Linked DNA regions of Mus musculus: all the other regions are linked to region 2. A link is a contact called in public promoter capture Hi-C data. All regions are on one chromosome and are shown on one strand. The core of a region is the stretch at or near the end of the contact, and the rest is flanking DNA. Distances in the headings are between cores, read along the strand shown. Region 1 holds the start of Nrgn (neurogranin). Region 2 holds the start of Pus3 (pseudouridine synthase 3). Region 3 holds the start of Ccdc15 (coiled-coil domain containing 15). Region 4 holds the start of Ei24 (etoposide induced 2.4 mRNA). Region 5 holds the start of Hepacam (hepatocyte cell adhesion molecule). Region 6 holds the start of Slc37a2 (solute carrier family 37 (glycerol-3-phosphate transporter), member 2). Region 7 holds the start of Robo3 (roundabout guidance receptor 3).

Region 1 (3,953 bases), core at 975-3,474, 2.0 Mb before region 2:
ACACCCCTACACCCCAACCCTGGAATCCCAGCCAGCCTTCAGCTCAGCTCGGAGCCCCAAGCTGGCTAATCATGTTCCCAACCTGAGTGGACACTGGTATATCCCTCCCACTCATTCTCCCTTTAACAAGGAAAGCCATGACCTAGACACTCAGTGGAATAGAAGCATTCAACAGTCCTAGTGTGGCTGGCCTGTGACAGTGGGATCCATTGCAGCTTGGCTGTTTGAGGTCCCTTGTCCTGTTCAGAGACACCAGGCATTTCTTCCTCTCTACTCTAAGCAGTAATTTTTTTCCCTGTCCCTCCTTGGAGAACTTAGCTGAGGAGGACTTGAGTTTTCTCAAAGGGATCCCAACCACCTGGGTATCATGTGATACAGTCAGCTATACTACCCTGACAGGCTAGGAGGTATCATGTGATACAGTCAGCTATACTACCCTGACAGGCTAGGAGGTATCATGTGACACAGTCAGCTATACTACCCTGACAGGCTAGGAGGTTTAGAGACCACAAAAAGGTCAAGCTACATACCCCAGATGTTCCTTTCCATATCTCTGCTTTCCAGCCTCTCTCTAAACCACATCCTGCCCCAGCATGGGCCCAAAGGGCCAAAACCAGTGATAACCGCAACACTGCTTGGTTTGACAGCATCCTTTTTCTTCCAAAGAGCAAGTGTGAGGGTGGCTAACTTTTGTCTTATTTTGAAGCGGTGAATCAAAAGGTTAGGAAGTCTAGTGTGAGGAGTGGGATGGGTGGGTGTGCTAAGTCTGTACCAGGATATAAATACATTCAAAGTGGGTGCTGGGTGTACGTGATTTTATTTGGTGCAGATGGATGGAAGGATAGATAGATGGATAAGTAGACAGATAGATCACAGGTCATGGAGAGATACAAAATAGATACTTGGTCGGTGATGATGGAAGACACTTAGAACTAGTCAAAATACTGAGAATTAGAGGCTATTGGATGCCAAGTCATAGAGAGGACACATATATACCAATACTTCCAAGGCTCAGGAAACATCATGGAAGAAGGGGTAGGAAGAATTTAAGAACCAGAAGAAGGGGGGTGAGGTATGGAATGATGATTTCCAGTCATGACTTGGCTATTGAGTTAACAACAGCTGGATCACCTGCACAAGATCTCCACAAGAGTGGGCCCATTAACACTCTATCATGGAAAGAGGAGGGGCTTATGAGGTACCACCCCACCCTGAAGATTTATACACAATTAATAGTTGGTGAGGTAGGGAGAGACATTTACTTTAGGGGTGCAGTCACTAGTACAGTGCCTACAATGCTGTAAAGAAGCCCTTGCCCGTGCTCCTATAAACAACACTAACAAAATTCAATGGGTTCCTTCTCGACACCCCCCCATTCCAAAAAAAAAGACATGGCAATAAAAGGGATACTTGTGGAAAGAGTAGGGGTTATCAGGAGTGGGAAGGGGCAAAAGAGGGTAACCAGGTGAACATGGTTTAAAGGGCACAAGTAGGTCACAATGGAATCAATTAATACGTAGAATCAACGTGTGACAATACAGTGTTCTTGCTAAAAATTTTAAAAAGAAAACACTTAGTGCAGACATTGCCAGCAGTGAGAATGCAGGTATTTTTGTCTATGTGCTAACTAACAGGAGGTCTACCGTTTACCTGTGCTTCACAGGGTGTGTGGACACGGCCCTGTGGAGTTGTTTTTGCCTATTGTGTCTGCAGTGTCTGTATGTGGGAAGATACACCACACCACCCCGCCTGGGAGTATGTATGGATGCATGAGGCTTGGAGCGTCTATGTCACTATGTGCCCATCATGTAGGCTGTCTACCATCAGGTTTCTCTGTAACTAGAGTGAGGAGGGCATCTCTGCAGAGAGGGGAAATAGAGGGAGTAATGTTTGGGACTCTAGAACAGGGAGGTGGGTGAGGTTCGTGGTTTTCTATCTATGGGCGGTAGGGCGTGCTGCACCCAGATGTGTATTTGTGCCCTGGATGTTGGAGGCCTTGTGCTTACTCCGACGTACATCTGCCTGGCAGTCTGCGACTTAGAAAGCGGGGGGGGGGGTGAATTTGGGAGATGGGGTGTGTAGGAGGAATGGATGGAAGTGTGTAGGTGGAGAGGTTGGAGCACCAAAGCGAGCGAGGCGGAGAGAGTCGAGAGAAGGAGTGGTCCTCGCTCCAGTTCTCCCCGCCCACCCTGCAGAAAGTGTCTTCTGATTGGCTTCGAGGCCGCAGGGCTCAGGTTACATTCGCAAGAGTTGCGGAGCGCGGGAGACCGGACCCAAGAGGAGAGAGGCTGGTTCTGCAAGGATTCTGCGCTGGTCGGGGAGTGCCCGACAGCCCCTGAGCTGCCACCCAGCATCGTACAAACCCACCCCCGCTCTGCGCCAGGCTCCACCCCAGCCAAGGACCCTCAACACCGGCAATGGACTGCTGCACGGTAAGTCCATACTTGAACTCAGCGTGTTCTGGGGCAAGGGGCACACGAGAACCCCTGGGGGGTGAGTGAGGGATGGAAGTGGGTGCGGAAGACCTAGGAACAATGTGGGAAAGAATGGTGCTGAAATATTGTATTGGATGATGGAAGGCGCCTGCCTGATCTGAGCCAAGCCCTGGGGAAAATGCTCCCCAGCTCGCGGGGGCGTCTGAGCGCCCATGGGCCAGACAATCTAGGTTGTATCTGGATCTGAGCAGAGCTTTCATGCAGGAAAGCTGCTGCTTAGACGAGAGGTGGAACTTCCCCCACGGAGACACAGGAAAGTTGCTGGTGTGCTAGTCCTTTCCCTTGGTATTTTTTGGCCCCCAAACGATTTCCTATCCCACTGCTGCTGTCGCGGACTGTGGCAAGATCTTCACGACCCTCAGATGATCGTCTAAGCCCTTATGTGGCGAAGTCGGGGAGAATCCACCCTGGTCTTGGTGGTGATGGGCAGGAAAGAACCTAGTCAGTGTGGTTCTGGGGTGGAGCTGGTTCAGCCCCCAAAACCTTCTCCTTTGGAAGGTGCTGGGTGAGTGACCGTGAGAGGGCCCTGTGGGCAAGGGGAGGAAGTGTCTATCAGCGCCTACACGGAAACTGGATGCTGCAAGTGCCTAACGCCAAAGCAGATCTTGTTAAGGGCTCTTGTATGAAGGCATCCAGCACTGGTCCTGGCTCCTAGCTGGCTAAAGGAGTTGAGTGACCCATACCTATATAAAACGTGTTTGCTTATTCTTAGCCTCCGATCTAAGGAAAGAGACGACTCCAAATTCCTAGTGTTTTCTTTCTGTCACTCTGGCTAAAGACTCCAGAGGTTACTTAACGACAGCAGGAACCCCACCTTTCTCCCACAATGTGCAAAATAAATAAGTTTGGAAGGGAGGAATAGCCCATATCTTTGAGAGGTGACACTTCCCAATGCCCAGTGTCCAAGACGCAGTGAGAACTTAGGGGCAAGCCATTGCTGACATTTTAACTCTTGTTAAATAAATAACAGCTGCCAGAGTGCCTGATCACCCCAGGTAGGTAGGTCTTTTACAGTTGTACAAATGGGGCTTAGAAATGTGATTTTTTTTCCCCAAGTAGGCACCTTTGACAAGTGTGGAGCCCTGTCCTCTCAAAAGATTGCCCTCCAATCCCTCTTTGAAGCATACTGATTTTCATTACTGTAAATGCTCATAGCAGTAAATGTATAGATCAGAAAAAATATATACATATACATATACATATACATATACATATACATATACATATACATATACATATACATATACAAGCATGCCAATCACATACAGTTCCGCCCTTTGAAGAACACTATCCAGGGCTTCTTCCAAGGAAGCGGTTTGCTATTCTCCAGGGAACAGTTTGTTTGCTTATTTGCTTATTTACTTACTTATTTTTGGTGCTGGGGATTGACTTCTGGACTTTATGCCTGCTAAATATGTACTCTGCTTCTGAGCTACACACTGAGCCCAAGAATCACTT
Region 2 (3,676 bases), core at 1,016-3,515:
AATGAGGAGTTTGAACCTTGTTTTAAATACTTCCCAATATAAGAAGACCTTAGATCTAGGCTGTGATTCTCCCTCTGATCCAAAAAAGGTTTTGTTTGTACACAGCCTGACATGAAGACAGATACAAAAATGAACTAGACTGGGCATAGATCTTGAGAGTCCAGTAAGGAGTAGCTAAAAATCCGTTTTCTATTTCAAGCACTAAACTTAGGCCTGAAAGCAGAGTGCTTGTTCAAGAAGGAAAAACACTGAACCATGATCAGCACTGGCAATTACTAGCTGCTAAAACATTTTCTTACCATTTAATGCTATCGATAGAATACATTTACCCAGTTCCACCCATTGCTAGACACATCAAGAAGAAAAATAATCGGGACTCGACTTAGTACACTCACTCCACGAAAGTAAAAACTGCAAACTCAGTGGTGTATCAGAGCCAGAACTATGCCACAAATGCCTGGGAATACATAGTAAGTGGTACAAATATGTTGTAAATCAAACAGCCAGATTTGTCGTACATGTAGAGCACGGGGAATAGTTAAAACTCAAGTCTTAGGTGCAGGATTAAAAGTCTATCAGCTTTTCAAAACATTTGAGTGGGGACTTCAAAGTTCAAATAACAAAAATCAAAAGGTTTTTCAAGTGTTCCAGTTGACTAAGTATCCCTATAAGCATGAATTGGGCTAGGTAAATCCAGTCACCAGGCAGATTATTTTTAAAGTCATGACTCCCAAGACTCTTGGCCCAGTACTGTTTGCTCCAGCACACTAGGTTTATAAGTGAAATTCAGAAGGTTGGCAGATACAGTGTGGGGGTAACCAAATACCCACAAAGGGAATTCCTGGGCGCACCAAGCTTTCACCCTAAAATAGCACGCCCTAAATGTACGAAACTTCTTTAAATGTTTAAATGTATATGGCGAGGGTACACATTTCCTTTGTAATAAAGGGTTTGAGACGCGCTACGACCATTAATCAACTCTGAAAAGAATTGTGTAAAACAAAACCCAAAGTTTCCCGCCACCCCTTCCTTCCATAGCATAATTAATGGGCTTCCACTGTTCATATTTGAGCAATTTTGATGTAGTAGAGGCCCTCTAAACTAGTTACAGACTCTAAGCCCCGCCGATGGGATTTCCTAGCTGCTAGAAGTTCCAGGCACGACACGATATGCGTTGTCCTAAGTCCCATTTCATACACCAAGGCCTTCTTAAACACTTAAATACCAGGGCAGAAGGTAGCAGTTCAGCCTCCATCTGTTCATTCCTCTCTAGAACTCAAAGATGCCCAACTCAGAGTTTAACTCACCTTCCGGTCCTCAGTAGGCGGCCATGCGGCTAGCCGGAAGCTATGGCTTTCCGTCTTCAGTAAGCATGCGCGGCTTCACCAAGCGTGCGCCGACGGTTCTGGGAAATGTAGTTCGGAAGGCACGGTGTGGGCTTTTAGCCGAAGCCCACCGCATGCGCAGGTTTCTGATGCAGCTTCCTCTTTACCGCAAGCCAATACGAGAAATATAGTCTGGTCTAAAATGAGAAAAAAAGATTTTCAAATGCTGGCTATCCTATATGAAAACTAAGAGATTGAAGATCCTGTCCCAACATCGTTTAATTAACAGAAATTTAACCTTGAGAGTCGAAACATTTACTACTAGAATGTAAATGTAAGGGTTAAAGGGAAATGCTTTGACCTGAAAACACTGAAAGATTGCGACAGAACAGGGCCAAGGAATTCTGCTTCAGCACCACGGAGAGATCATGGCTCCAGTTTTGAGTTTCTGCTTTTGACAATTATAGAAATGTTGCCCCAAGTCTTAAAATTCCAGTCAGAAAACTGAAAATCCTGGTTCTTTGGTCCAAACTTAGCATAAGGTTGGACCAAAGAGCTACCCCAGAGCTGTGCAATACATGTCATAGATATAGATAGTGGTGGTCCAGATTGCTTTAAAAGGAGACCCCTCCTTAGAATAAAAATTAAAATATGCGTGTATGTGGGCACATCACAGGTATCCTGGACACATGTCCGCACTTGAGTTCTGTTTTCCTTCTGAACCTCTGGTCAAGCCCATCTCTCCCTCCACTGTGCAACCTCACACCTGGTGATGCCCAAGCGGGGCTGTCGGGAGAGATACCCGCACGAGAGCCTGCAGCGCGGTGTGTGTACCGCCTCCGTGCCCACTTTCTCTCTGCTGTGCGGATGGCCGGCTGGTCAAACGGAAAGCTCGCGGGTGTCCCGCACAGCTGCGCCCCGCACCTCTCTCCCTCCGCCCGCCCCGCGCCGGGCCCGCGCCTGCGCACTGCGCCGCGCCACGGGTGGTCGCGAGGCGGACGCCGGTCCCGGAGCCTGACCATTGGCCACTGAGCCGAGCCGGCGCTGCCCCGCGCGGGGGTGGCAGCACGTGCCAGGGGCGAGAGCGGAGACCGCAGCTATGGCGTCGTTACTTTGGGGAGGCGACGCCGGGGCGGCGGAGAGCGAGCGGCTGAACAGCCACGTAACTGCCGCTGAGCAGGGGAGGGCCCAGGGGCGGGGGCTAGAACAGGGACTCCCGAGGGAAGTCCCCTGGGAAGGGGAGCGCCCGGCCGGCGTTTAGAGCGGGGTGTCAAGTGATGGGGGGTGTCAAGTGATGGGGGGCTGGGCTGGAAAGGCCACAGAAAAGGAGACTCCCAGAAAGGACCGACCTTTGATTTGAAAGGGCAGAGACCCCCTCAGGAAATACAGAGAGAGTGCGCAGCTGCTAGTCCTATCTGTACTGAGTTTTCTCCTATCCTGGTTTTGACCATTTAGCAGGCTTCTCATCTTCATAGCCACCTTCCCCTTGTAGTTGTAAACCACCCATCACCCAGATGCTGCCCATATTCAAACTAAGAGCCCTTATAAAGAGAGACTATGGAAGCCCCCATTCTATTATATGAGAATTCATACAATTACACAGATTCTTATAATGAAATCATTAACCCTTAACATTGCAAAGGAAGCAGTTTGAGGTGGTCTTCCCTCCCCTTGCTGTAGGATAGCGCCATGCTTCTTGCTTGATGTCCTGCTTCCTAACCTTGGTTGAATTTTGTGCCTTTCAATAGTTTTCAAATCTCGTCCATCCCAGGAAGAACCTTCGTGGTATTAGGAGTACCACAGTCCCAAACATAGGTGAGTGTTGTTAGGCTAAAGCAAGACTGGCTTAATTAACACCTTTGCTTTCCCCATGTATCTGCCATGAAATAGCTTTGGCTTCCTTCCTCTCCACTGAAAATCCTCCACCTCCTCAGGCACATCGCTTTACTCTTGCAGGAGATGGCTCTGTTTGCATACACTGTAGCGTCTGTGAGACGTTCTGAGAATGCATTGTATGTTTCCACTCAACATTTTTCTTTATGCTTCTTATTTTCCCTTTTACCCTCATAGACGGCTCTCTTAACACGGAAGATGATGATGATGATGAAGACGATGTAGGTAGGAGACAAGCTCGACTGAATGTACCTATTAGCTCTGCTGCTTGGTTTACCATCGCTTTGACTGTGCTAAAAGGATTAATTTCCTTGGGAAAGCACTATCTTTGTTTTCTTTTTGAATGAATACTATGGGGGGGGAGTACTGAATTAGGAGGGGGGTGCATTCCTTTAGACTACGTTGAAATGAAAACTGCAAGGTGTAGATTAAGAATTTTCGGTTTGGCTAGGAAGATA
Region 3 (4,191 bases), core at 919-3,418, 1.8 Mb before region 2:
CATGAATGAAAAGCAGAAATGATTTACTCACTATGGTCACAATGGGAAGAGGGACAAAGAGGTCCAACTTCCAGGGGTCCAAACATGAGGATAAAGTTTAAACAGAAGGCATAATTAAAGAATCCTGGCTAAGGTATGGTTACTGACCCATAATTGTTTCAGCTCCTATCTCCTGCAAGGTGGTCTGATAAGTTATTGGCATTCTGGGACATCTATTTCTGATTTCCAGGAAATAAGTTTCCTATATGGCTAGCACCAGACTTCAGCCTTTTCTTTCTCAAATCATGAGATTTTTTTTTGGGGGGGAGGGAGGTCATAGTGGGGCAATTGTTGTAGCCTCTTAACTAGCCTTTCCCCACTTATTTTTATTTGTCTAATTCTCAAGACAGCATATGGAATTTTTTTTAAAGAAAAAAATTGGTACTCATTAGCTCAGAGTTCTCTGATGGTGCTCCATCTCAACACATTATAGTACTCAACATGCTCTATGTTGAGTACTTGGCATGCTCATCTCCATTCTACCCCTTTCATCCTCTTCTAGTCAGCCTCCTTCACTTCTCCCAGTCAGTCAGTGCTCCCACATTAATGCTCATTCTCTACCCAGAAGACAGTGTGTGTGTGTGTGTTGTATGTGGGGGGTATATAGGTGCCTAGGGAGGCAAAAAGAGGACACTGGATCCACGGAGCTGGAGTTATAGGAGAGTGTGAGCACGTGAGTGCTGGCATATGAACTTTAGTCCTCTGGAAGAGCAGGAAGCAGTCTTAATTAACCATCTCTCCAGCTCCTACCTGGAATCATCCTATACCTGGGTATGATGTTTTGTGACTGTTATTCCAGCCCTTGGGAAGCTGAGGCAGGAGGAACCTGAACTACCTAGGAGATCCCATTAAAAGCTGTGAAACAATCAACTATATACCTAAAACCCTCCCTTGAAGAGTATAAAGGCTTGTTCTATGATCATATATAGTTTCTGTTTAAAAGTAGACTAGTTAAAAAAAGTTGGCAGGGTATATAGTTCTTGACCAGCATGTATGAAGCCCTGGGCTTAACTTCCAGTACTGAGTAAAATGAAATACAAACAAAACTCAAAGATCAACTTCAATTGCCCTAGTGATGTCTTCTCTGGAAATGTCCTATCAATGTCAGTGTAAATTCTCCAATGGATTTTAAATTCTCCAAACAAGGGATCTTTGTTCACTGGGAGTATCTGGAGTAACCAGAAAACATACTGATATATAAAATGCTTGCAATAAGGTATGTTGAAGTAAAGCAGGGTGACACGTGCCTGTAACGGCAGCCATTGGGAAGGCTAAGGCAGGAGGATTGCAAGTTCGAGGCCTGGGCTACACAGTGAGTTCAAGTCCAGCATGGGCAACTTAGTGAGACCCTAACTTAAAAGCAAAATTATTAAGGCAGCTAGGGTTTCCACTGCTGCACTTGCCTAGAATGCCAGAGGCCCTTGGTTCAACCCCCAGCACGAATATACACCTTGAGTAAAATGAGTGTATGTCTTTTGGGTTTAATGAAATATCCCAAGCATTGTTTGGAGTGAGTTGTGATGGTCACACACAAGAACATGTCAAAGGTAATCACGAAATAGCGTTGTAAACCTTAGGGGCTGCATAAAAGCGCAGTCTGGTTGATTGTTGGCTTGGTTTGCTTCTCAAGGATCCACTGGCAACATGTTCTTGCCCAGTGGTTCTCAACCTTCCTAATACTGCGACTCTTTAATACAGTTCCTTATGTTGTGGTGACCTACAACCATAAAATTTGGGTGCGACTTCATAACTGTAATTTTGCTCCTGCTATGAACTGTAATGTAAAATATCTCATTGCAGGATATCTGATATGCGACCCCCAGAGGTAGCGACCCTTAGGTTGAGAACTGCTCTGTCTATTCCCGAGATTTCCTCAGCGGTGAACGCTTACTCGCCTGTTCATCATGTCAGACCTCTCACTTCGAGATTTGAGAAGACTACAGCGCCAGTATCCAAAGAGAGGCCGAGTCTAAGCTCGCTGCCGGATTCAACAACCCGCTCTAGTCCTCCCCAACCAAAGGGCAGGAAGCGGAAGTGACGTAATCCCCGCGCTCGGATTCCCGCCTCCCCAGCCCAAGACGGGTGACAAATGCGGAAGAGGCAGGGCAGGCGTGGGCCCCGGGGTGGCAGTTTGCTGTTTGTCCTTTGCGTAGCAGCCCGCGGAGTTTGAGTCTGTGTGTGAGACGGACCGGATCGCGGCAGGCTCCAGGCTTCACAGGTCTCCTATCCAACTGTTGGAGCCTCACAGGACCCCGCTTTCCTGGCCGGGCTTCAGACGCCCCCCACCTCCTGTGCCCAGGCTTCTTAAGACCCCCGGCTCCTGCCCGGGCCTTAGACTCCCCTCCAGCCCCATGCCGTGGGCCGGCGCTTTTCCACCCGCGGTCATCTCAGACTCAAGCCCTGCCCTTAGCGCCCGCCTATGCTCACCTCTGGGCAGGCTTTCATCTCCCAAGTAAATCCTTGTTTTTTCGTCCTCTCATCTCCGTTCCTTCTAGAAAGTAATTTTTACGCCTTTCCCCCTTGTCTTAAGCCTTGTCCCTCTTTCTCTTTTCTTCTAACCAGAAGTCAATGCCAGGAGGTATGGCGCCCCTCAAGAAGCCTCGGAATCCCACAAAATTGCCCCTGGCTTTAAATCCCACGAAGAGCAAGGACGTTTTGGCAGTGCTGGCTGAGAGGAACCAGGCCATAATACCAGTTGGGGCTTGGGTGGAACCTGCCTCACCAAATTGGTCGGGAATTCCAGCACATGTGAGTGTCAGTTGACCCGGTTACTGTGATCGCTGCCAGCCCTTTTTATTAGCCTTCTCTAAATTTTTGGTACTTAAAGAAAGATGAACTGCTGGAGGATGCTGTTTCCATTCTGATACAGGTTATATTCTTGCGTCAAAATTATACAACAATGATGTGTTTTCCAAAACTTGCTTCATCTTTGGTTGACACAATCAAATATTAACTTAGTTCTTACTACATACCAGCAAGTAGGCTAGTTTACTTCACAAACATGGTTGTTTGCTGTGAATGGCATAGGTACTGTGTACAATTTCCCGACACTGTAACATAAGAAGAATGACAGTTGGTCACTCTTCAAATGTTAAGTAGTTGCTCAGAGTTTATAAGTTTTTAAATGCAGATCCAGGCAAAATGAAAATAAGAAAATAAAAGAAAGAGGTTAATCCTGATAGACTCTGAGGAAGTTGTAAATTCCACGGGGCCAAGGAACTTCTTGTTTATTTTTGTTTTTGGGGTAAACTAGGTCCTTAGGATGTAGTTGTTGAACGAATGAGGAACTATGGTCATTGTCTGTGAAGGAATAGAAATGCTGTACACTCAGGGTAGAAGCATTTCAGATGAAGAAATGCCCTTTCAAAAGTTTACACATGTAAATATTTGATTTAATTTAATTTAATTTTTGATTTAATTTAATTTAATTTAATTTAATGTAAATATTTGATTTATTTACACATGTAAATATTTGATATTTGATTGTAAATATTTGATGTAAATATTTGTTAGTATTTGCTAACAAATGAGAGTGGTTTTGCTAGTTTTTTTTGGCTTTATTTAGTATTTTTTCTTTCTTTTTTTAATTAATTAATTAATTAATTTATTTTTATTACATATTTTCCTCAATTACATTTCCAATGCTATCCCAAAAGTCCCCCATACCCTCCCCCCCTCTTTTTTTTTTTTTTTAAAGACTTATTATTTGTAAGTACACTGTGGCTGTCTTCAGACACCCCAGAAGAGGGCATCAGATCTCATTACAGATGGTTGTGAGCCACTATGTGGTTGCTGGGACTTGAACTCAGGACCTTCAGGAAGAGCAGTCAGTGCTCTTAATCACTAAGCCATCTCTCCAGCCCACAGTTGTTTAGTATTTCAACAAACTGTTCCTTAGCTTTTTGTTCAAATTTTATTGTGCATAGGGAGTAAGTCACGTTCCACACCCCTTGTTTTTAAAATTAAATAATATTGCCTAATGTACATAGTATTTGTGGAATGTAGGAAATATACAATGTTCTTAGAATATACAAGGTACTTAACATGGGTGATTTTAGAGGAGAAACAAGACATTTAAATATTAATTAAGGGTCTTGGAGGTAGCTTACAGGTAAAAATACCTGTGTGCAACCCTGATGAACCTGGAGTGAA
Region 4 (3,952 bases), core at 127-2,626, 1.2 Mb before region 2:
AAGGGAACTCACGCTTTCCTGCTTGCTCTTGCTCTCACTGGCAAGTCCATTCCTCCACTGGCAGTAGAGCCTACTACTTTGGGATTCCAGCGTGTACTGAAGACCAGCTTCGACACCCAGCCTTGTGAAGTGCACAACTGCTGAACTCTTGGACCTTCCATTCACAGGTAACCATTGTTGGTTTAGTTGGACCACAGCCTGTAAGTCATTCTAATAAACCCCATATATATTCATTAAGTTCTGTTCCTCTGGACTAAACTAACTGGGTGGTGGTGCATGCCTTTAATCCCAACACTTGGGAGGCAGAGGCAGAGGCAGGCCACCCTGATTTACAGAGTGAGTTCCAGGACAGCCGGAGCTATAGAGTGAAGCCCTGTCTCCAGCCTCCCTCCATCCCCCTCCAAAAAATAAAAGAAAACCCATCTCCAATCTTCTTCATTCCCTTCTCAGGGTTTATATGTCAGTCACTACTAACTCACTAGCTAACTTGTATGCTTTTCTTATACTTGACTCTTTCTGGGTTTTGTTTCTTAAATTCAAAGGAGAAACCTGAAAAGGGTAAAAGTGGCTTTTCCTACAGTTTCATGACAAGAAATTATGGAGCCAGGCTAGAAATGAGCCAGTTGAAAACAGCAATCTCTACTTGTTTTTTATCACAGCCATTCCATCATTACAATCCGCACTAAATGCTACCTAAGTGGTTGATGCCTTATATTCTGAATCACTCAAACTTCTGATCTCTTGCCTCCAAATTCCAAGTGCTGAGATTGTACTATCATGCCCTGTGTAATATAATTCTTGGACTTGAAGCCAGGGCTTTTTGCATGTGCATGATAACTGATTACTCTATTGAGTTTTTGTTTTTTGCTTTTGTTTTTTTCTGAATCAAGATGTTGTTACACAGCTCTGCCAAGGCTGGTACTTACTAGGTAGCCAAGGCTGGACTCGAATTTGGACCATTTCTTCTCTTCAGCTTTCCAAGGGCTGGGATTTCAGGTGTGCATCACCATACCTGGTTTATTAGTCTTTATAGAAAGCCTCCAAATTATCAAGGTGTCTCCTATTTTATTGTTTTCATCATTTGTTCTTAAAGGATATCAGAAAGACCAGCACTGATGTGTAGATAGATTAAGGAGGTTAACGATCGCTCAACAGTGAGAAGGGGTTTGACTAGGAGGCAACAAAGGTCTAGAATCCTGGACCTGGATACCCAGAATGAGTCTGGACTCTGAGGTCCAGCCAACTACAATTCCCAGGCTCCCAGACCACGCCCCCCGGTATGGCCCCGCCCTACCTCGCTAGCCCCGCCCCTGCCCAGCGACCGGCAGGCTGCCCGCCCGACTTCCCAGCTGCCCCGTGCGGCCCGGGCATGCCCAGTGTGGGCGCAGCCCCGGCTCTCCGAGCGCCCGGGCGGAGCGGGCAGCCGGGCGCGGAGCAGGCGAACCGAGCCTCGGTGGGCGAGCGCCCTGGCTGGAGCCGCGGCGGTAGGGTGGCGGGGTAGGTGCAGGCCGCGGCGGGCAGTGGGCTCGAGCCGCTTGCAAATCGCAGCCTGGGCGGCAGGGCCCATCGAGGGCTGGCAGGCCGGAGCTAGTTCCTAAGGTTCTGGAAGGGGCTGCGGCAAGGACCCCGGCCCCCGAAGGGCCCGGGACGCGAAAGGCGGCAGGGGCAGGCCTGGCGGCGGCGCGCGGGACTCAGGCTTTCCCCAGGTGCGGCGGGGCTATCTTTAGCTCCGGTGACCCTCAGTGAGCGAGGTCCGCACCTTGTGCGCGGCAGTGGCTGGGGAGGAAGACGGGTTCTCACCCCAATTGCCCCGACGCTGCGGGAGAGAAGGGGCCGAGTACCCCAGGTTGCCCAGGAGGCAGCCTGTGGCCGGGTGATGCGTGAGGGTGTTTACCTTTTCCCTACCTGGAGTGGGAAACACTGGCTTCCTCCCTTCCGGGACTTGAATCTGGTGGCTTCGGAATGAAAGTGCAGGAGTATGTCTCAGTAGGTGCTTAATCGGTTCTAAAGACTGTCAAATTTATTGGCCAGCAGTGTTTCAAGGTTTAAGGAAGGTGATGCTTGGGTTAAACAAAAATCCTCGTTGCAAAGCTTAAGCCAAAAAGTCCAGTCTCGGTTAGAACACTGAAGTTCCAAAGTTGGTTGTAATTAGCTTTCACTCACTGTTGACAAACCGTTTATATGTAAAATATTGTGAACCAGATGATGCATCTTGGTTTTCTCTGTTGTTAGAGCCCTTTGTGTCAGTCAGTGTGTGGTCTCAAATCGTGGAAGGTTATTTTTCTGCTTGTCTCAGCAATTTGTTAAACAGGGCAATTCATACCAAATGTTCTCTCCCATAGAAAAGTTGTTAGGCCCACGGTATAATAATGGCCTTTCCTTTAAAGGCTCTATTTGGTCACTGGTACTTTGTTAGTTGGTACATGAAGAAGCCGGGTATTAATCTGCCAAGGAGTCAAATAACACAGTGGTTCTGGGATATGACAGATTTTGAAGCTCCCTGTCTGGGCTCTTGGAGAAAACTAGAGTAATGGATTTTCTCACCTCAAGTCGGGTGTGTTCTTTAACAGGATTACATTTATCCAGAATTTTTTCAGCTTTGTTTATTCTGTCGTACTCTATCCCGTGAAGAATTTTAATATGCTACCCTTTATTTGTAGATGAGCAAGTTGTTGCTTAAGATGGTGGTACATTTGTGATATACCTTAGTGTCTTGGACATTTACTAGTTTCCTGGTCATGGACTGCTTTTTACCACAACTCCTAGAGCACTGGCTTTCTCTGTACACATGATTGAAGCTCTTGAGGTTTTCTTTTTCTGCTTTTTTAGGAGGGGGGAGTGGGAGTAGTAACAGATGTTTCCTAACCTTAGGAACTTCTCTAGGTGAGCACATTTGGGTAGGATTTGACGTAAGGAGCAGATGCAGGCAGCCTTCTGACTGTACTCCCTGTTTGTCCAGTTCTGAATGGCATCAGTCCAGTTGGGTCAGTGTGGTGCTGAAGTGGCCAGAGGTCAAGGAAAGTATCCTTTATGTTTTGAAGTTTGAGTTGTATACAAGCTGACTATTATATTTTATTATCTCTTAAATTGAAGATTCTAAGCTTGATTTGGTGGGGCATGATAACTTTGGAATCCTAAAATCTCATATTTTTGCAAGCAGACTTTCCATTCACCTGAGAGTTCACTTTAAAGAAATTAAATAATTGAGAGTCTTTGGGGGGGGGGCAGGGTTTCTCTGGCCCTGGCTGTCCTAGAACTCACTCTATAGACCAGGCTGGCCTTGAACTCAGAAATCCTCCTGCCTCTGCCTCCCAAGTGCTGGGATTAAAGGTGTGCGCCACCACTACCCAGCTGAGAGACTAGTATTTTAAGATTATTTATATATAGGGGCTGAAGAGATGGCTCAATGTTTAAGAGCACTAACTACTTTTCAGAGGACCTAGGTTCAATTCGAAGCATCCACAAGGCAGCTCACATTTGTAATATATGACTGATGCACAGATATATGCAGGCAAAACACTTATCTTCATAAAATTAAGTTGGTTTTTTTTTTGTGTGTTGTTGTTTTTTAAAAAGCTGGGTAGACCTCTTAGTTCAAGGCCAGCCTGGTCTACAGAGTGAGTTCCAAGACAGCCAGAGCTACACAGAGAAACCCCATCTTGAAAAACAAGATTTTCTAGTATGAACCCTCTTATCATTTTGGTACTAGAGACTGTGTATGCGAGGCAGGTTCTCTACTAAACTATATTCCCAATGTTTTGTTTTGTTTTTGAGAGAGTTTTTTAAATTATCCAGTTGTTAATTAATTCAGCTTGTGTAGACCTTGAACTTGTGCCTATCTTAGCCTGCCAGGCAGCTGGGATGCTAGGATTTCATCACCAGCCCTCAGTCTCAGTTTAATTTCTCTTGGTGTTGGGAATGGAACATACCGTGCAAGCACTCTACCACTGAA
Region 5 (4,073 bases), core at 1,417-3,916, 1.8 Mb before region 2:
GAGTATTAGGGGCGGGGGGGGGGTGGGGAAGGATGGTCAGAAGAGGCCACCATGTGGGTGCTTGGAACCAAACCTAGGTCTTCTGCAAGAGCAGCAGGCACTTTTAACTGAGTCATCTCTCTGACCCATTCCAGCCAATCTTAATACTACATTTTCCAGCTTTCATTGCAGTTAGGGATGGACATGTGTCAAAGTTCTAGTCAAAAGAATTAGTGGAATTGAAATGTACCACTCAGAGACATATTTTGGAAAACCCTCCCTTATATGTCTCTTTATGGTTGTGTTTGTTAATTCATTAAGGTTTTTTTGTTTGTTTGTTTGTTTTTTAATTCTCTTTGGCCAGGCAAGATGGAGACTGGGAAATCTATAAATTTGAGGCCACTCTGGTCTAAATAGCACCTTCCAGGCCAGCCAGAACTATAGTAAGAAGACCCTATCTCAAACAAACAAACAAACAAACAAACAAGTTCTCTATCTGGAATAAATAGAGGCAAACCCCACAGTTGTCCATGGACACACACTGAAATAGACAGAATCCCATGAGCTAAGCGTCTTGCTTGAGGGCTCTATGCAGTACCACCCCTTGTTTCCCACTACCACTTCATTCCACTGACACATAATTAATAACAAAAACTTAAATGTTGGAGTTTGTCTGTTCCAGGAGCTCGAATTTTCCAAAATAAAACTGTAAAGATGGCAGAGACCTCTTTCAGAATTTGTACTTTTATGGCTTGATACAATAACAGTACAATAGTCTATGGCCCAACATTTAGCTCTCATAGGTTATAGCTAACATTGTTTGTTTTGGAAAGGATCTTATGTAGCCCAGGCTGTACTCAAACTCACTGTATAGTCAAAGACGGCCTTCGGCCCCTGATCCTCATACCTCTCTCAAGTGCTGAGATTACAAGCATACACCACCATGCCTGCCTCATAACTAACATCTTATTGGCATAGTTTATAATTAAAAAATAGCTTTGATGTGGGCTAACCTACATCTCCTCAAACTCACATGCTGAAGTCCTCCTAATCTCCACCCCAAGCCCTGCACCTCACAATCCGATTTCTTTTGGCAGTGGGGTCTTTTCAGAGACAAGGAATTAAGATGAGGTCATACTGTAGTAGGGTGGATCCACTTCCGCACAAGTCCTTGTAAGACTGGGACATTCGAACACTGACACGCAAACAGGAAAACGCCACCTGAAGGCTGGAATTTTGCTGCCACAAGCCAAAGAAGCCTGGGACAGATCTGTCCTTAGTGCTCTCAGAGGGAGTGTGGCATGTCGGTACTTTGATCTCTAAGGTCTGCTTTTCAGAACTGCAAGACACCAACTTTCTGCTACCTAAGCCGCCTAGTCTGTGTTATTTTGTTTCATGGGCTCAGAGGAATGAAATCGGCCTCCATCCTCATCTATTTTGCCTTGTTTCTCCTTCAGTGCCTCACTGAAGACCAAGAGATCTAAAAAGTAAAACTCACCCTGCCAGTTCCCAAATCAAAGATCATGCAGCGTCCCCATCGACCATTTATAGACTCAGTCTCATTTTCTGAGAAAGGTTTACAAGGCTTCTACTGAACTCAGTTCACACTTTTCCCTAAGCAATGCTGAACTTCTGGGCTCCGCCTAAACACACGATACTATTTCAAGCTCTTGACCTTTGTCCCAACAATAATCTCGCTCACGCTCCTACCTATTTTCCCCGTCTTCTGAGATTCAGTGCATACTTTCTATAAGGAAACATTCCCTGGGTCTCAACGCCCACCAGCATCCTGCCCCACCAGCCCCAGCATCCTGCCCCACCAGCCCCAGCTTCCTGGATGGAGGCAGGTGACTTTTTTTTTTTTTTCTGATTCCTGCTTTTTGTTAAAATGATCTATGTATCCGCTTGCCACATTAAGATGTGCATTTCTAGGTTCCCTGTAATTGTGTGTATGAACATATAAATATCTACAGTACTTAAAATAAGACCAGTTCTCTATAGTGTTACTAGGGGGCGCTACAAGAGGTAGGTGTCTATGGCTTGGAGTAAATTATGACTAGGACTGACTGCTATCCTAAACCAGGAGGCTCATTATCTACAAAGTTTCTTTCATCTTTCACGATGTTTGACACTCAGAGAAGCCACAGTAGAGGTTTGGGAGGTGCAAAACCAAGATTTCCCCTCCCCCTTCTCCCACCAAGAGCTCACATAAGCCCTTAAAAAGAATGCTGGTCTGGCCCACGCCAGCAAGTCATCCCATAAGAAGTGGCATGATGCCTTTCCAGCTAATGTACTGAATGCCGTGGGCGCTCCAAAGTCATGCAGCCTTTCGGGGAGGGGGCCGGGGGCCAGGCGGGAAGCACAGGGAATGAACAGATATATTCAACATTGACTCCTGAATTCACTGAGATGCTTCCCACGGCCACTGAGCGCTCTCCCCTCCTCCAGCCCCGAAGGTATCAGGCTCTGCTCTCCCCTTCCCTCTGTCAAATGCCCCCCAGTTCTTTTCTCTAGACCCTCTGATCTCTTACCTGGCTGGATGAGAAGCAGGTAGACAAAAGGAGAGAGGCGCAGAGCCCTGGAGGCTCTTGACAGGGCTCCCCTTTCTCTCTTCATTTTGGGTGGCGTTCTCCAGCTCTGGTGCAGACAATTAGCATGATTTCTCCACTCCGGGCACGTCCCTTTGTACCACTCGGAGTTTCTCTGCCCGAGCACAACCCTGCCAACTTCCCTCTGAATACACAGAGCTCTGTGTGTTGCTGGCCTTGTTCTCTCCTCTCGCTTTGCTCAGACCTAGCATTTTCTACTTTCCAAGCCCTTCGCCCCTTAGTTTGGACAGGAGTATCTGTTTAGATGTTAATAGCAGGTTCCATCCTATGGGGCTCAGGTGGTCCAGTGGTTCTTGGCTTGTCTTTCAATAAAGTCCCACTCCCAAGGCAGAGGCAGATCTGGGCTCATAAATGTGTTCCAATTTAGAAGGCTCCACCTCACATTCCTCCTTCTGTTTCAGGACGGACTTCTAATAAGAGAGAAAAGGTGGCCGGGTGGGTATGGGAGGGGGTGTTTTTTGGATATCTCGAGAAATGAGAGACGTCAAAGAATTACTGAAGAAGTGGTGTTTTAGCCCACAAGAAGAAAATTGGAAAAGGGTTTGATTTCGGTTACTTTCATGCCTGTTCTAGTTGGGATTGTCTCTTATCACAGGTTCAGATAGATGCTGGGAGTGTCTTTCCAGAGTCCACTGTCATCCCCTTCCCTGCAGTCAGTGCTCTAGGACATGTCAGAGTAAAGATGAGGTTAATGCTCCACACTCCGGCACCCTTGGGTTCTCCCATCAGTGTGATAGCCTAGCCTGCCTCCTGGCCATGCCTTCTCATAAAACGCTCGGTAACTCTGCAGTAATGGAATGGACTCAGTATCTTTGAGCCCTTGAGTTTTACCTCTGTAAAATGGCTAAAACAATGGCCTCCCCGGAGGAATTGTTGGGAGGATTGGTGAAGGTTGCTACAGAACACCCAGCAAATTCTTAGTTAGGAGAAATCATTTAAGTGAGTGTGCCGGGCTCACCCGTAGTCCCAGCACTAAGGAGGCAGAGGCAGGAAGACTGGGAGTTCAAGGCCAATCTGAGGTTCACAGTGATACCCCTGTTTCAAAAAACCGAAACAGGGGCACGCCTGTGATCTCAGCACTTGCAGGGTTGAGCCCTTGGAAAACTGCTCTGAGTTTGAGACAAGTTTGGGCTACATCATGAGTTCCAGGCTGAGCTGGGCTGCAACATGAGACCCCCATCTCAGCAGAATGAAACAGAAACCCCAAATGAATCAACAAAACACCAAAAAAGGGCATTTTATTTCTATTTTATTTTTCTTAGTTACACATGAATATACTTAATCTTAAAGTAAAAATTAGTCTATGTTGATAGACTTAAAATTTGAAAGCCACCCATCAGGCTTCCCCCCTAGTTTTAGTTCCCCCCCTTTAATTTTATGCTAAAACATTTAAATTAAGACAGAATTCATATATCAGGAAATTCACCCTTTTAGAATGTACAGTTCAGTGGCTTTAGTATTTTCACAAGGTTCTGAGACTACCAC
Region 6 (4,182 bases), core at 1,620-4,119, 1.7 Mb before region 2:
TTTGGTGAATTGAAACCCTGTTTGTAACTACTTTTATCAAGGCAGAGCTTTTCCTGGATAGACATTTCAGAAAGGTAGCTTTCATTGAGTGACATAGCATAGGTTTGTTTTGTACACAAGCACACTGTGAAGGATTTTGCAAGACAAACCTGTGCCACTATACACATCAGCTCTTGTAAGAACTCTGATCCGATGTTTAATGCACACATAATTTCTCTACCTACAAGAATTACTGAACATGTCAGGCACTATTACACATTTTCATATAAGTAACTTATAGTTCTTACATCTGCCTCATACTGCAGGTGTTACTGTCCATGTTTTGTAGCTATGGAAACTGAGAATAAGAATCGATCCTGACTCTAAGTAGTGTTTTGTACTTTTAGTGTCCATCTCTCAATGAAAAAATCCTAGTATTATATTTCTTCCAATATCCTGACTTCCTGCCCATTGGGTCACATCTCCTGAGACAAAGTTCTTCTATTGTCTGCTTTATAAGACAGAAATGGAAGAAGGGAAATGCATTTTTAAGGTAATGCTTATGTGTGTGTGTGTGTGTGCTGATATTTTATGTTCTTCAGCCTAGTAACTTCTTTTGGCATTTGGTCGCTAATATTCAGGAGCATTCAAGGCCTTTTATCCCATCCATAAAACCAAGGAAGACACTCATTGCTAAACAGAAAGCCTAGAAAGTCGCATGGGTGATCAGTGAAACTCAGAAGCAGCTGAAACTGATACTTGGTGGCTAAAATGGCTAATACCATTGAGTGTCTTCATCCCACGTGCCTAATACTGAACCAAGTAATTAGAGGGCTGCCGGTCAGGAGTTAGGATCTTCTCCTTTGGTGGCTGACTGAGTGGCTCCTCCCTTCCTCATTTCTTCAAACACCGGTCACATCTCACAGGGTTTGAGAACATGCTGTGTGGGGGTGTCAGATACAACAGGAAGATGAGACAGGAGTGGAGAGGTGCTGTTAGTGGGGAGAAGGATTACCTGGGTTGTAATATCCCTCTGTGTCAGTCTCAAGCAGCAGGAAGCAGAGAGCATCCAGGTCACCTACAGGAGCAAGTGATAGACATGCCCCATGTGCCATCCTAATGCCTGGACAGGGAGTCATGGCTCGAATCCATAGGCAGCAAAGACTGTTTGAGCTCTGCTCCTTAGTACTTGTTGGCACATAATGGGGCATACATACTCTTACAGCCTCAGAGCACTTAGAGTAAGAGCTTATGAGCACCGTACAGTTCCAGCACTCAGCAGATGCAACTATGGAAGATACCAGCACACCTCTAGAAAAGCATGTGAAACAAACAGTGTGACTATCTTTCAAGTGGAGAGACAGCTGTCTTCCACTGCTGAAGTCTAGCTAGCACCACAGAAGCGCTGGCAATAGTCTCTCCATTCTTCCACTGATGTCTACTTACTGAATAACCTCGCATGGCTGCAGCTTCCTTGGTTCATTTGTATGGCAACCAGATCCTTCTCTTAGTCCTCTAGAAATCAGTAGCTGCCATTCTGAGGATGCCAGCTCACTCTGTGTGTCTTCTGTTTAATCAGGAGTGTTTGCCACCTGGGTTTGAAGTGCCCAGGGCAGATGAGAGCTTAAAGTCATGTTACCTATTTTGATACCCATGTATGCCCCACTTCACTAAATGGTAAAAAAGGGATGTGGAGTTTATTTATTTAGTGTGTGTATGTATGTCTATTTTATTTGGTACATTTGCCTGTGTATGCACATATGATGGCCAGAATAGGACCCTGAGTGTCTTCTGTCATTCTCCATTATTGTCTTACAACAGGGTTTCTTACTGAATAACAGACACTCGGTTTGGGGGGCTGGCTGGCTGGCCAGTGAGGCTTTCAAGCTCTACTTGTCTTCCTCTCCTAGTGCTGAGGTCAGTGGCCTGGGCAGCCATGCCTGCTTTTTTATGTGCATGCTGGAGATTCAAACTCCGGTTCTCATGCTTGCACAGGAAGTGCTCTTACTGAGCCATCTCCCTAGACCCTGTACTTAGGGATTTCACTGAATTGTACTACATGATACTCTTGGTTTCCAGCATTTTACACGACATGGCATTTGTGCCTCCTGCCTATTGCCTTCTCCTTCCTCTAATCCTTTACCCCTGCCCTTGACTTGTTGCCTTTATTTCTGGCACTAGACCCATACTCCCAACTGCTGGTATTATCCAAGGGTTTTATAACTCTGCTTACCCTTTTTCTGCTTGATACCAGGGCTGACAAGCCAAGCCCATTATCCTGAGTCCACTGTTTGGTGGAGTTGTTACTGCACCTCCTTGACCTTGCTCTGAATACTGGACACTCCTAAGAGTTAGGAGTGGGTGGGGTAAGGGCTAAACCCATTCCTATTTTATGTACTATTAAAAAGTTTACTTTTGAGGCGAATACTTTCCCTTTCCACCCTCAGTATTTTGCCCTTGGTTTCGTACACAAGAATCTCGTCGCAGCTTCTTTTTATAGGTGGAAATTTACTCTGAATCTTTAAGCTAGAGGCAGTCATTTTTATGAGCACGGAAGACCCTTGTAGCTCTTCACTGCCACCTGGCTGCGTGCCTGGAAAGTGGAGATTGGAGTATTGGCAACATAGTTAGTTACTGGCTAGTGGAGCTTTAGGAAAGCTCCAGCAGACTCAGTGAACTCAGATTCGTCTGAGCAAGCAGAACCAGAACCTGAGAGGTGGGTTTGGGGATCATTTTCCTCCCTGAGACACTTCCAGGGCTCCCAAAGAGAGCCCGCAGATCATGAGTCAGCGCGGTGGTCCCACTGCGTTCACTTACACAGAGCACCGGATTTGCTTTGTGTCAGGGCACAGAACTGCTCAAGACAGGTAGCACTGCAGGAAACCCAACGTCACACAGAGTTGATGACTTGTAGGACTGCTGTTTTCAGTTCCCCATCCCCTCGTGGGTAGTGAAATGGAAAAGCCCAGACAAGAAAGAGGAGCCCCAGGAAACTCAAGACTGCTGGTTTCTGACTAGGAGAGAAAGTTCGAGAAAACAGATGGCAGTACATAGAAAACAGTGGCTAGTGAGCACAGAGGGATAGCTAGGACTTGCACTCGGCGCGACCTAGAGGGCAGGCCGGTCATGTTCAAGGGGCGGAGGCTCTGGCCATGGGCCTGCCTGGGGCGGGCCAGTCGGCGGGGCATTTAAATCGCTGCCGCCGCTGGCCGGGACGCGCGCCGGCTCTGCACCCTCCATAGTCTCAGCTTCGAGTGCCGGCGCCTCAAGATGCGGTCCTCCCTGGCTCCTGGTGTCTGGTTCCTTCGCGCCTTCTCTAGGGACAGCTGGTGAGCAGGGCTGGGGAGGGAGGCTGCCAAGACGCGCAGAGACTTGCTCGGGCGGCGGATGTTTCTGCTTGTCCCTGGAGTGGGGGATGGGGTTCTAGTTCTATCTGGCAGGGCTCCTTCGGTGGCGCAGGCGTGGAAGTTTAGTAACACAGAACTATTAATTCCACATTAGCCCAGACTTCTGTCTAACCCCGGTGAAGAACAAACAGGGTGCCTAGGAGTCTTCATCCTTTTTGGTTTGCCACCCCGTATCTGCAAACACAAGCGCACAAGCGGGTACCTGTGGAGTGCCTCCAAGTCTTATCTGTGTATTTGGAGGATCCGGATTTGCCTTTGAGGAACCCAGGCCAAGAACTGGTAGAATATAAATGGAGCCAGAGAGCTTAAGGCCCCTATTGATTAGATTAGTTAACAAGCCAGAAATCACTGGTTCTATTAAGCCTGTCTGACCCTTCCAGTCTCAGGGATACCTAGCTAGGGCAAGATCTCTGGGATCAGAGCTGCAGCTGCTCCAACACTGGGTGGTCACCCTTAAAAGCATGAGCTGGCATTGACAGCAGCTGCTCCCAGGACCACAAGGTCACCCTTGTGCTGGGAGAAGAGGTTTTAGCCAATCTCCATTGAGCTTTTGGAGCAGTGTACTTGGTCTGCAAGAGGTGGGGAAGGAAGAGTGTTAAAACATTTTGTTAGTTACCGTCATTTATAAACTATAAAACTTAACAAAATAGCCAGTTGCTGGCTTCTAAAAAAAACAAAACAAAAACAAAACAGATGACACAGCAATCTCAAATCTAAATTCTCAAACTAAACTAAGGGTCAGATTGGGCAGATACTTAGTCATCAATTTGGCCTGGTTTTAAAATAAGTCATTTTG
Region 7 (3,648 bases), core at 989-3,488, 1.9 Mb before region 2:
AGGGAGGGAGACGGGGGTGAGAGAGAGAGAGAGAGAGAGAGAGAGAGAGAGAGAGAGAGAGAGGTGAGATTCACAAGATGGACCAGATAGGGGCCAAGAGTCCTAGAAAAATGGCTTTCCTCCATTTGTTCAGCATCCAAACCCAGACGACAGGGATTAGGAGGAAGCGGTGCCCACGGGCTGCGCTGCCGCCTCCGCTTAGGGAACCCAGAGCAAATACTCCCTGATCCCCACATAAAGGGCCAATTAACTGTGCGGTCTCCAGAAACAAATCCGCTAACAGGGTGACAAGCCCCTAGACGCCAGGCGGGGGTGTGTTTGCCCAGAGGCCGGCCGGGAGCAAATCAAGGGATTAGCATAGGGCAAAATCTGCATGGTTAGGGGGTTTCCAGCCTTTCCAGCTCCAAAGCAGGGCCATGAAGTTAAGTTTCTGCCTTGCTTGGCCTTCTAATGTGATGGAACCCGCAAGACCGACCAGCAGAAGGCCAAGCAAACGGTCCTTAAGATTCTGAGGATCAGACCAGATGAACTAGTCCTCTTCATCCTTAACTCTGAAGGGATTGGTCTCAAATGGTGATGTCTTCTGATTGGCAAATTCAGCACACACACCCCTTCCTTACCTCTCCGGCTGAAAGTGGTCTAGCACTACAGCAAGCCCCTGGATGAGGGTCTGATGTAAAAAACTTCTATCTCTTTAGTGCCCTAGCCTACCCCATTCTCAAGATCTGCCCAGGTTTTGTCTTCGGTGGATGCACCAGGGACCCAGTTCAGCACCCACAGATGTGTCAGCTCCCAGGGCTCTAAGTCCCGTGGGATTGTTGAGCCCCATCAGCCCTCACCATTTAGTTCATCCCACCTTGAGCTCTCTGGTCCTGGACCGAGGACTCCGAAGCACTAAATGCCCCCAGAATTCCGTGGGCAGGACACTGGATTGTAGAGACAAACTGGTTGGTGGGGCCATGTTCCTCTACTCTTGACCTGCTTTTGGTTTGGAATCTGCCACAGCTTCATCTTCCACCCTGGAATTGAGTAGCATATAGCGCTCTGAGCTGTCTTCCTGTGCAGGTGTCCCCTTACATATCAGAAGCAGCCGCTGCACGATTACATAGCCTAAGAGCAATCCAAACACTTACTTGTCCACAGAACCTACAGGATGGGAAAGCCACGGTCTCTTGCTCCACATTCAACATCATTTCCAGTCTAGAGAAAGTGTGTGCAGGAGAGGGGCAAAAGCAAAGATGGTTGGCTGCAACATCTCCAAGGCTAAAATAACCCCTATTCGAGACAGAACCGGGGCTTTGGTTTTCCTGTTGCACACCCCACCCCACCTCACCCCGACCGGGAGGATAAACAGCTGTTATCTGGTTCCAGCAGTTTCACACAATTTGGCATTCACCCGGTCTGTGACACTTTGCTTCCTTTGTTCTAGACTTTTGGTCTCTTCAAAACTGTCAAACAACTTCCTAAAACACGTCATAGTGGAGCAATGCACTATGCTAATAGGTGCGTGCTGCCTGGATTCTCGGGGTCTCCTCCAATTTTACTCAGTTCTGAGCACCCGGCAGGATTTCCTGACGGGGCGGGGGGGGGGGCGCATCTGGAGCAGGACTCCAGGTCAAGTTGGATCTCTGTATCCCTGTGGGTTCCTAGTGGCAAGCCACAGGATTAGGAGGAATCGGACGCGCACGTGGGGCGAGAGGTGATCCAGCGGTGGAATTCTCTTCTTCCCCTCCACCCCCACTCCCAGGTATCCTAGCACCCTGCGCTCACGTTTCCAGGACCCAGAATTTGAAAGGCACTGGAAGCTGGGACATTGAGAGCTCAACAGTGTCTGCTCTCCCAATGCCTCAGTTTCCCTGACGTCCGAGAAAGGAAATAATTCCTGCTATAATTTTAGAAAGAAGGGCTGAGTCTGACAGAGGCTCAGTCCGCGTCTTGGGGGAGAGAGAGAGAGAGAGAGAGAGAGAGAGAGAGAGAGAGAGAGAGAGAGAGAGAGAGAGAGAGAGAGACTCTCCCGCCAGGTTCAGAGCAACATTTGATGAGAGGAGTGTGGGGCGGGGACTCTAACTTGCGCGCGGCCCTGTTAGTGGCCATCCTGGTGGAGGTGGGGATATGGAGGAAGGCGGATTAAGCCCTTAATTACGGCGTGATCCGAGTGGCACCTGCTTTCCGCCCGCCCAGCTCCCAGGGGATTCTGGCACTGGGGGGGGGGGGGGTGGAGAGAAGAACCAGCGAAGGAGGACAGCCCGCGCAGAGGCACGGCCGGTACCCAGGCACGCCTGCAGGACAGCGGCATCGTGGCTGCCGCAGCGCGCAAAGGCTGTGGAGGGGCTTACGGCTCCCGGCCCGCGGGTCCCAGACCCAAGGGCTGGGCTCCGAGGCCCCTGCCCAAGACCCAGGCGGGCTGCGCTATGCTGCGCTACCTGCTTAAAACACTACTACAGATGAACTTGTTCGCGGACTCCCTGGCCAGGGACATCTCCAACTCCAGCGAGCTACTCTTCGGCTTCAACTCCTCGCTGGCAGCGCTCAACCCTAGTCTGCTTCCTCCTGGAGATCCCTCTCTCAATGGTGAGACTGTTCGATGGGGACCTTAGATTTGGAGATCGGGATGAGAGGGCTGCTTGGAAGGGAAGACGGAAGGTCTCCTTTTCCAGGACCCAGGGGCGCCTGTCAGGGCCCTCCTGGGAAGTGGGGTCCCAAAGGAGCGTCTGAGTTGGTGTATTTGCCTGTGGTGGAGGGCTGCTGAGCCCCTTTCTCCTCATCTCTCCTACTATCCACCTACCACACCCACCCCAGGTGGGAGAAATGTAAAGGGCAAGTTCCAAGCTAAGAAGGAAGGTTAGACCAGGGCACGATGTCGCCAGTCGGCCAAGGCTAAACCGGGCACTAGGTGATCCACCCAAGTAGCAGATGCCACTTCCAGGACCTAAAGTTTTCAAAAACCTCACTCAGAGCAAGGGTGGGAAAGCCCCCAACTTTGTAGGTGTTTTTACGCGGAGGGTCAAAGTCAGCAATCTTCTCAAGGAAACTTAGTATTAAGTTTGTATCCCCAGTGAGACTCACAGCTGACCCAGCCTGGCAGAGCGATGGCGAGGTCGTTACTGCTAATTACAGTGATTAATAAATAACTTGAGACAGCGCTGCCCCCCCTGAGCGCTGCAGGCAGTCTGGAGAGAGGCCTGATCGCGCTCCCTGCTGGCTACGTCAGGAACTCTCCCTCTGGAAGCCTCTGCCCAACTTAGGCTAGGGCCCCGGACTCTGGACATGGTCCACCTTTGCAGTCTCTAAAAGATGAAAGGATTCTCTCTCTCTCTCTCTCTCTCTCTCTCTCTCTCTCTCTCTCTCTCTCTCTCTCGTTCTCTCTCTCTCTCCCCCCCCCCCCCGTACTCAGGTGCAAGGGAGGAGCCCCAGAGCCCTATTTGCATGGCCATTAGCTATTCATTAGGCTGCTGTCGAAGCATCTCTGGAGACCAGGAATGACAGGGAAGAAATTCCAGGGAAAGAGAGCCCTCGGCTGTGTCTGCAGGAATTAGAGGGAAAGCGTGGATCAGAAGGGTGTTGTGTGGAAGGAGTTTGAAGAGGGCTGAGATTCTCCAGTCTTGCCACCTTTGAGGAGTCCCAAGAGACCAAGCAGTTATTTTCTCG

What was found. Promoter capture Hi-C pulls out the DNA fragments that hold promoters and counts their contacts.
Region 1: a contact with region 2 is called in a promoter capture Hi-C map of liver, with 4 times the contacts expected there. The contact joins the promoter of Nrgn here to the promoter of Pus3 in region 2. A contact is called at or near these places in 7 of 39 promoter capture datasets (the 3T3-L1 cell line, cranial neural crest, frontonasal cranial neural crest and 4 more) and 1 of 115 datasets of contacts at active chromatin or transcription factors (astrocytes).
Region 3: a contact with region 2 is called in a promoter capture Hi-C map of pre-B cells, with 8 times the contacts expected there. The contact joins the promoter of Ccdc15 here to the promoter of Pus3 in region 2. A contact is called at or near these places in 14 of 39 promoter capture datasets (the 3T3-L1 cell line, 3T3-L1-derived adipocytes, the C10 cell line and 9 more), 2 of 484 Hi-C or Micro-C datasets (B cells and CD8 T cells) and 4 of 115 datasets of contacts at active chromatin or transcription factors (astrocytes, embryonic forebrain, large pre-B cells and 1 more).
Region 4: a contact with region 2 is called in a promoter capture Hi-C map of liver, with 6 times the contacts expected there. The contact joins the promoter of Ei24 here to the promoter of Pus3 in region 2. A contact is called at or near these places in 17 of 39 promoter capture datasets (the 3T3-L1 cell line, 3T3-L1-derived adipocytes, the C10 cell line and 12 more), 3 of 484 Hi-C or Micro-C datasets (the G1E-ER4 cell line and cortical neurons), 9 of 115 datasets of contacts at active chromatin or transcription factors (astrocytes, cardiomyocytes, embryonic stem cells and 1 more) and 2 of 9 other capture datasets (adipose tissue and liver).
Region 5: a contact with region 2 is called in a promoter capture Hi-C map of hippocampal neurons, with 8 times the contacts expected there. The contact joins the promoter of Hepacam here to the promoter of Pus3 in region 2. A contact is called at or near these places in 11 of 39 promoter capture datasets (the 3T3-L1 cell line, 3T3-L1-derived adipocytes, cranial neural crest and 6 more), 2 of 115 datasets of contacts at active chromatin or transcription factors (astrocytes and embryonic forebrain) and 1 of 9 other capture datasets (adipose tissue).
Region 6: a promoter capture Hi-C map of pre-B cells shows a contact between it and region 2, with 7 times the contacts expected there. The contact joins the promoter of Slc37a2 here to the promoter of Pus3 in region 2. A contact is called at or near these places in 6 of 39 promoter capture datasets (the 3T3-L1 cell line, the HPC-7 cell line, cranial neural crest and 3 more), 1 of 484 Hi-C or Micro-C datasets (pre-B cells), 2 of 115 datasets of contacts at active chromatin or transcription factors (astrocytes and large pre-B cells) and 1 of 9 other capture datasets (liver).
Region 7: a promoter capture Hi-C map of liver shows a contact between it and region 2, with 6 times the contacts expected there. The contact joins the promoter of Robo3 here to the promoter of Pus3 in region 2. A contact is called at or near these places in 4 of 39 promoter capture datasets (hippocampal neurons, liver and pre-B cells).

The regions. Positions count from the first base shown.
Region 1 is chr9:37,551,016-37,554,968 of GRCm38.p6, reverse strand. Nrgn (neurogranin) reads left to right here and starts at 2,224. Exons shown (of 4, transcript NM_022029.2): 1 at 2,224-2,432. The coding sequence starts at 2,418.
Region 2 is chr9:35,557,149-35,560,824 of GRCm38.p6, reverse strand. It overlaps Pus3 (pseudouridine synthase 3), which reads right to left and starts at 2,265. Exons shown (of 5, transcript NM_023292.5): 1 at 2,092-2,265; 2 at 1,308-1,522. Ddx25 (DEAD box helicase 25) reads left to right here and starts at 2,355. Exons shown (of 12, transcript NM_013932.4): 1 at 2,355-2,487; 2 at 3,074-3,140; 3 at 3,396-3,443. The coding sequence starts at 2,425. It overlaps Hyls1 (HYLS1, centriolar and ciliogenesis associated), which reads left to right. Exons shown (of 4, transcript NM_029762.1): 4 at 1-4.
Region 3 is chr9:37,346,334-37,350,524 of GRCm38.p6, reverse strand. Ccdc15 (coiled-coil domain containing 15) reads left to right here and starts at 2,168. Exons shown (of 16, transcript NM_001081429.2): 1 at 2,168-2,491; 2 at 2,602-2,787. The coding sequence starts at 2,608.
Region 4 is chr9:36,794,758-36,798,709 of GRCm38.p6, reverse strand. Ei24 (etoposide induced 2.4 mRNA) reads left to right here and starts at 1,376. Exons shown (of 11, transcript NM_001199494.2): 1 at 1,376-1,497.
Region 5 is chr9:37,366,199-37,370,271 of GRCm38.p6, reverse strand. It overlaps Hepacam (hepatocyte cell adhesion molecule), which reads right to left and starts at 2,666. Exons shown (of 7, transcript NM_175189.4): 1 at 2,511-2,666. The coding sequence starts at 2,595.
Region 6 is chr9:37,254,425-37,258,606 of GRCm38.p6, reverse strand. Slc37a2 (solute carrier family 37 (glycerol-3-phosphate transporter), member 2) reads left to right here and starts at 2,869. Exons shown (of 19, transcript NM_001145960.1): 1 at 2,869-3,308. The coding sequence starts at 3,250.
Region 7 is chr9:37,431,765-37,435,412 of GRCm38.p6, reverse strand. Robo3 (roundabout guidance receptor 3) reads left to right here and starts at 2,238. Exons shown (of 28, transcript NM_001164767.1): 1 at 2,238-2,571. The coding sequence starts at 2,412.